2 separate regions of the Anser cygnoides genome follow, and region 2 is linked to region 1. The links are chromatin contacts, called in public Hi-C maps. All regions are on one chromosome and are shown on one strand. Each heading gives the region's core, a stretch centred on a gene start, on an enhancer-like site or on the middle of the called end of the contact. The rest is flanking DNA. Distances are from core to core; before and after follow the strand shown. Region 1 holds the start of CCDC82 (coiled-coil domain containing 82). Region 2 holds the start of CWC15 (CWC15 spliceosome associated protein homolog).

Region 1 (3,725 bases), core at 338-2,837:
GGTGCTTCAACAGGCACTTTGTTTCTTGATAAGAGTAATCTGATAGCCTAAGGAAAAAGGAATATTAAAGATATTTTTTCCCTTTCTGACAACATAGAGAATATAGATATGTGCATTCTAAGCTGCTTAGTCATCAGAAAGCCTGAAAGAGCAAATGAAGGGAAATTCTTAAATCCTCAGCGATGAAAATTAAATTAGAACTAAAGGTCTTCAGCAGTCAATATTGTTATTTAGTTCACGTGACAACTGTTGAAATGTGATAGGATTACTGATTTGTCATGAATAAAAACCAAAACAAATTTTTACAAATCCTACTGATTAATATCTATTAATTGCCATCTTCCTCTATATTTAGTGGTGGAACTGAAGCTCAAAGATAAAATTCAGACCTCACAATTTTCACTCCTACAGGATGTCCGAGATGCTCTTTGTCTTGCAAGACCTTTCAATTTTGCCAATACTTTCTGTTTCCTATTAGTAGAAACGTCTTCTGCAGGGCACGTTTTATCAGGCTGCTGTTCTTGGGAACTCTCATCTTCATTAATTATACAATGGCGTTTGGCAAAAACTTTCCTAACAAGGATATCACTGTCCTCGCTTTCATCACTGTCGTGCAGTACCGAGCTGTTCAACCTCTTACGCTTCCCAGGCACAACGCATTCATCATCTGTTATTTCCCCACTGTGGATTTTCTCCTCCTGATCCGCAAAGCCATTCTTCAGAACAGTTTCATCTTTTTCACCCACTCCGTCTTCTGACATGGTGGATTCAGCGGACTCTTCCTCCTCTGAGGCAAACGAGGATTCGTCATCGCTGTCAAACAGTATGAGCTCCCTTTTAGTGCGTCTCCAGTCCACGCGGGATTTGGCCGACAGTTCCGCTCCTGCCGTCTTATTTCTGGTTTCGTACCTTCTCACACCTGCTCCTACCTCCATTGGGAAGCTGTGTCAACACACCACAACACGCACCGGTAAGACAACGCACCTAATACGTTATCCCAAAGAAGGAGGGAGAGCTGGCATATTTTACCACGTAAAACTCCGATATTTAACGCGCCCTTCAGTGAGACACGCAGCGAACATCACCACGCCAAACTCGGGACTTCTGAGGAGGGCACGCCTTCCTCAAAACACGCTTACGAGCAGAAATACCCCCACCCGGCCTGAATAAATGGGAAAAACCTTTAAGTCCGTCACCCCCTCCCACACCGATCAGAGAGCTCGGGCCCGGCCACCTCAGGCCTGTCGCGGTGTCCCCCCGGGCCCTGTGCCCCCCCGGTGGGGCTGGGGCGCCCCGACGGGAGCCGGGCCGGGCCCAACGGGGCTCATCCCTCTCCCCCCGCCGCCACGGCGCAGGCCGATGGTCCCTGTCGCGCTCTGTCGCGCCATATCGCCACCTATCGCGGCGTGTCGCGCCCTGTCGCCGCCCGGCCCCGCCGTTAGTTACCGGGAGCGCTTCCCGCGCCCCAGCGCGCGCGCGAGCGGCCGAGGGCAGGTTGCCGCCCCACCCAGCGCTCCGCGCGCCGCGATTGGCTGCCGCGGCCTGTCACTCAGCCCCCGGGCTGTTTACGGAAGTGCTGACAGGTCATTGGGGAGGCGGGGGGTGTCACGTGCTTTGCACGGGGTTCGCAGGTTGGCGCGCGGTGCTGGAGTTCGGGGGGTCGCCGGTTCGAGTCCTGCCCCCGCCTCGGGGCACGGCTCCGCCGTCCTCCCGGCCCTCAGGTCATCGCCTGGCAGGCGGGGGTAGCGCTGGGCTGCGATGGCTTGGTTGTGATGGCTTTTCAGCCTGATACAGTTGTGTTCCTGAGGCTCTGTGGGCTTGTGAGGCATGGGGTAAGGGGGATTCTGGTGGCCACTGGAGGCTGCAGGTCGTAGAACGATTCATATAGGATCACAGCATGGCTTGGGTTGGAAGGGACCTTAAGGATTATTTAATTCCACCCCCCTGCCATGGGCAGGGACACCTCCCACCAGACCAGGTTGCCCAAAGCCCCATCCAGCCTGGCCTTGAGCACCTCCAGGGATGGGGCATCCACAGCTTCTCTGGGCAGCCTGTGCCAGGGCCTCACCACCCTCTGAGGGAAGAATTTCTTCTGAATATCTAATCTAAATCTTCTCTTTTCTAGTTTAAAGCCATTCCCCCTTGTCCTATCCCTAAACCCCCTGACAAAGAGTCCCTCCCCAGCTTTCCTGTAGCCCCCTTTAGGTACTGGCAGGCCGCTGTAAGGTCTCCCTGGAGCCTTCTCTTCTCCAGGCTGAACAACCCCAACTCCCTCAGCCCGTCTTGGCAAGAGAGGTGCTCCAGCCCCTTGATCATCCTCATGGCCATCCTCAGGACTTGCTCTAGTACTTCCATGTCCTTCTTGTGCTGGGGCCCCAGAGCTGAACTCAGAGCTCCAGGTGGGGTCTCAGAGGGTCTCCCCTTCTCAGAGGGGGTCAATCCCCTCCCTCACCCTGCTGGCCACACTGCCCTGCTCTTGGTGCAGCACAGGGTACAGTTGGCTTTCTGGGCTGCAAGCGCACATTGCTGGCTCATGTCGAGCTTCTCATCCACCAACACCCCCAGGTCCTTCTCCTCAGGGCTGCTCTCAATCCATTCTCTGCCCAGCCTGTATTCGTGCTTGGGATTGCCCCAGCCCAGTTGCAGGACCTTGCACTGGGCCTTGTTGAACGTCATGAGGTTTGCACAGGCCCACCTCTCAGGCCTGTCCAGGTTCCTCTGGATGGCATCCCTTCCCTGCAGCGTGTTGACCCCACCACACAGCTTGGTGTTATTGGCAGGTCACCAACACCTGGCCTGAGGCTTCCCTGTGAAAGCAGCTTCTTCACAGCTGTGCACTACTGTCTGCTGTCTTGTGAGCAAACCTGGTAATTTTCACATGTTCAACCCCCAAATGTTGGGGGACATGAAAACAGAGGTTGTTGCAGCTGTAATTATGGGGAGGTTTGGGGTCACCAGACTGGGGCCCACCCGCAGCTGAAATCCCAAGGGTGCCTGTGCTTTGGAAACCCCCTGCCAGCCCGCCGTCCTCTGTGGGCTGCCCTGGAAGAAAACAACACTTTGACAACTGTAAATCATATTTTGGGTATGATGCCAGCTGCTCTGTGATTCCCTTCAGTTCCTGCCATGTCCAGGTGAAAAATCAGCAGGTAGGTGACATACAGATGTCCTCCTAGAGCTGGCACTCGAGGAGAGAGCTGCCAGCTCAGTGCAGAGCTCTTTTTTATTCATAATAACAATTTAGCAGCACACACCCAACTGCTCAGCAAGGGCACTGCTGTCAGCTGGGGCTGGCCCTGTGCTGCAGGGAACCCCCAAAATGGAGGGTAGGAAATGGGGAGGTGGCCCGAATGCTGTCTTGGTCAGGGGGGAACGCAGGAGTATTGCAGCATGCAGTCTGGGGGATGGAGAGAAGAAAAAAATCATAAGGAACCAAGCTGCATTAGTTTTACTGCTCAAAGAACAAGACATTTTCTGGATCAGTATACACAAAAAAAGAAACTATTAAAATCTACAGTAATGATCTTCTGTTGTTTGTCTGCTTAAAATGTCTACCGAATGTAATGCTGGATTCTGTTCAATGCTAATACTTTTACAGATGAATTTTACTAACAAGATTTGTATCTTCGATTTGCTTCTTCATTGCTTGGTCCGCAGTAGCAAACTACTGCTGTCCTGGAACGCACTATGATGACATTATTTGTACTGCTTTGTCTTAACAAGAC
Region 2 (3,725 bases), core at 711-3,210, 550 kb before region 1:
TGGAGACTTGCAGTTTCAGCCCACTCACTCAGCACTGCTGCACAGTATCTGGTCATAACAAAAACAAAAAAAGAAGAAACATTCCTAGCCTGTTTTCCCATAAGCCAGACCAAACAGACAGTACTTACCTGTATTTGATTTTAGTATGAGACGGAAGGTCTCTGCTGGAATACTGTTTGGATAGCTGGCTTAAGTCTCCTTCGCCTTTTCCTCTTCCTCCTCTCGCAGGTTCAAACGTGGGCCTTGCTGCTGTCGTCATTTTAGTGACTACAAAATCAAGGGCAAAAAGCAGCCATTAGAGCTTACAGAGAAAGGCAGTCACCAGAAGCTGCTACATTGTTCCTGGAACTGTAGCAACAAACCTCTAACCATCCCTTGGCACCCGACCCTTAAAATTTAAGGAGCTTTTTCCTTGACAGAATCTATTCAGATTTTCAAAAGAAAGTCTTTTCCAACATGACTGAAAGGTGGCATACAGATTTGAACGAGAATGCAAGGTTGTGTTTATACAGTAAATAAAATGCCAGGAGCCAGTCTCCTATCCTTAAGTCTCAGTGGTAAGCAAGTAACCAAACTCTTTCCCCTGGAAAAAGGACTGCCAAAAAATGTCTGCCTGGAATGATTTTTCCTTCGTTCCCTGAAGTGTGGCTCGGTATCATCGCCACCAATGCTGGCTGACACAGCTCACAGCATGCCCAGGATGGTGTTGGTAGTTAAACAGTGATGATGATCATGCAACCCGTACTCTCTAGCCCTTGCCCTGGCCCTGTCAGTTCTCCTGTGCAGGCACAGCACCAACATCAGTAATGTGGCAGAGCCCCGTGGGATTGCCCCGCGCAGAGCTCCAGCTGGACAGCAGAACTTTACGAAGCACTAGGGGTAATGTTATCTCTGCAAGCACAAGGCTGACAGCTTCAACCATACGTAAACCACGTTCAATTAACAAAATATCCTGCTTGGGCAAAGGCAGAAGCTTTCAGCAGCTCCGTTTCAGAACCTGCAGGAACTCACCTACCACCAGCACGCCCTAAGAATGGAATAAAGGGTGCCAAGAGCTGCAGCTGTGAGACAGAAGCAAACAGGCTCTGAGCAGCCTTGGCCACACGGACATGCTGTCAGCACGCGCTGCATGCGGTGCTGCTGGACAGGAGCCGGGGACCAGGAGCCCAAACCACTCAGCCAAGGCCTCAAGACACCACGGCCAATACACAACCACCGCCTGGCTGATCGACCAGTGCCACCTGGAATCTGTTACACAAAGCAGCACTCACTTCTGCTTCGCTGGGCCATGCACGCCCACTCACTACTGACTAAAGGACACCCACTCACCACTAACTTCACAGGCACAAACACAAATCAAAAAGGGAGCCAGCAGCTAGCCAGGCTCACTAACAACTGCTGACACCTTCCCAAACGCCGTGTGAGCCAGCTGGGGCTCAGCACGGCCTCTACAAGACCTAAAATTTGCGAAAGCCGCTTGTTCTTAGGTCCTTTCTGTGCTAACTCTGCGTAAGGGGGATCTGTGCGCTCAGGTGAAGGACCAGGCCCAACCCGGAGCCCCAGCACCCCCCAGCAACCACCCCTGCTCCTTGCCGAGCCCAGCCCGCATTTACCTTGGCCTTAAAAGCCCCCCCACCCCCCCCGAACCCCCGGGGGCCGCCCGCTCTCGTCAGGTTTTGGGATCGCAGCACTGGAGAAGCCACCTCAGGGCCCACGGCAAGGCAGGGCCGCCGCGCTGCCTTCCTCAGCTCCCTCCCAACCCAAGCGACAACGAGGGGGCTTACCCCGATGTTAGGATGCCCCAGAGCCCTCCCGACCCCTCAGAGCCCCTCAGGGCCCCTCTCACAGCGCGGCCTCCTCCCGCAGCGCAGCCCGGCCCTACGCCGCCGCCATCATCCCGCCCAGCGCCCGGCAGGCGGAGCGCCGCGGGGCCCTACCATAGAGACGGCCCCGCCCGCCATCATGGCTGCCCCGGGCAGGGGCACGCCCCAAAATGGCGCCGCGGCGCGTCCAGCAGGGGCGCCCTCTGTCCTCGGGGCTGGTCCTTTGCAGGCTGTTTATACGCGAGTTCACAAATAAGAAGTACAGGAACAGCTACGGGAGTGATAAAACCTCCCAGTTCTTCCCTTTGTTTAGCCGTGTGCATCGGCAACGTTAGCCTCAGCGTGCCAGTCAGCAGTGCCCCCCCTTACAAATCCCCTCAAACTGCTGTGTTTTCACTGCTGTCCCATAAAAGTACCCTCAAACTGGTGTGTTTTCGCTGCTGTCCCCCCAAAATCCCCTCAAACTGCTGTGTTTTCACTGCTGTCCCCCCAAATCCACTCAAACTGCTGTGTTTTCACTGCTGTCCCATAAAAGTACCCTCAAACTGGTGTGTTTTCGCTGCTGTCCCCCCAGAATACCCTCAAACTGCTGTGTTTTCACTGCCCTCCCCTAAAAATACACTGGTGCGTTTTCACTGTTGTCCCCCCGCCCCCCCCCCCCCAAAAAATACCCTCAAACTGGTGTGTTTTCACTGCTGTCCCACCAAAATAACCTCAAACTGGTGTGTTTTCACTGCTGTCCCCTAAAAATACCCTCAAAATGGTGTGTTTTCACTTCTGTCCCCTAAAAATACCTCCCAAAAAGCCAAAGTGTGAATGAGTAGCATTCAGTTATTAAACACAGTTTCTCTCTTGTGCTTGCCCTTGCTTTTAAATTGCATCTGGTTGCTAAACCTTTGTGAATCACATGAGGATATGTGAAGTAAAAGGTTCTTTTATGTATCTTGAGACCTCATAAATATATATACATGTCTGAGGGGAGCGTGTCAAGAGGATGGAGCCGGTCTCTTTTCAGTTGTGCCCAGTCACAAGATGAGAAGCAAGGAGCACAAAATGAAGCACAGGAGGTTCTGGCTCAATATGAGGGGGCACTTCTTTACTGTGAGGGTAATAAAGGACTGGGACAGGCTGCCCAGAGAGGTTGTGGGGTGTCCTGCTCTGGAGATATCCCAAACCCGCCTGGATGCCATCCTGCGCGATGTGCTCTAGGTGATCCTGCTCGGCAGGGGGTTGGACTGGGTGATCTCCAGAGGTCCCTTCCAACCTCGGCCGTTCTGTGATTCTGTGATTCTGTGATCTGCAAAATCAACACGGAAACTTTCCTGAGCTACTCTTCACCCAGTATGTAATTTAGAAGAGGGCCCGCAAGAGGTCCCCAAAGACACTGCTATGCAGAGAGCTACAGCAATTGATGCAAATGACACCCTGTAGGCAGCAAGCCATCAACGAAAGCACTTGGAAGAAGTGGGCCCTTGTACAAAGAAACCACGTCCTGTTCTTGGTTTGTGTGAGAAGAATTTATAAACCAGCTCCGAGTCACACTGAACCTCGAGGAAGTCTGTGTTGTTTCCATTTGGATTGGAAGACACGTCTAGGGACAGCAGGAAAACACTCCCAATTGAGTACCCTGCCTCTGGGAATTTTGCTTTGATGAGCCTCTTTGTCTAAAGAGGTGCAAGGCATGTTTATTTACATTGTCTTTTATTATTTTTGGGTTGATTATTTCTTCAGAATTTGTCACCTACAGTGTTGCTCCAGTCCACTTTCCCCTTTGCATTTCCAGTACTTAGAAAATGACAGACTGGCAGCTATCCTTTTGGCTGGCAGCAAAGAAAATTTTCTACTCCTTCTTGACAATGGTAGAAGTTTTACATAGGTTATTTTAGGCAACTTAGCAAACGT

The links. A called contact is a pair of places that touch in the nucleus more often than the background predicts.
Region 2: a contact with region 1 is called in a Hi-C map of liver, with 2.6 times the contacts expected there. The contact joins the promoter of CWC15 here to the promoter of CCDC82 in region 1. A contact is called at or near these places in 2 of 7 Hi-C or Micro-C datasets (granulosa cells and liver).

What each region holds. Positions count from the first base shown.
Region 1 is chr1:200,060,049-200,063,773 of Taihu_goose_T2T_genome, reverse strand. CCDC82 (coiled-coil domain containing 82) reads right to left here and starts at 1,587. Exons shown (of 8, transcript XM_048048107.2): 1 at 1,447-1,587; 2 at 390-942. The coding sequence starts at 935. The region is part of intron 2 of LOC125180075 (a long non-coding RNA gene); the gene reads left to right.
Region 2 is chr1:200,615,144-200,618,868 of Taihu_goose_T2T_genome, reverse strand. It overlaps CWC15 (CWC15 spliceosome associated protein homolog), which reads right to left and starts at 1,960. Exons shown (of 7, transcript XM_066989868.1): 1 at 1,938-1,960; 2 at 129-267. The coding sequence starts at 259.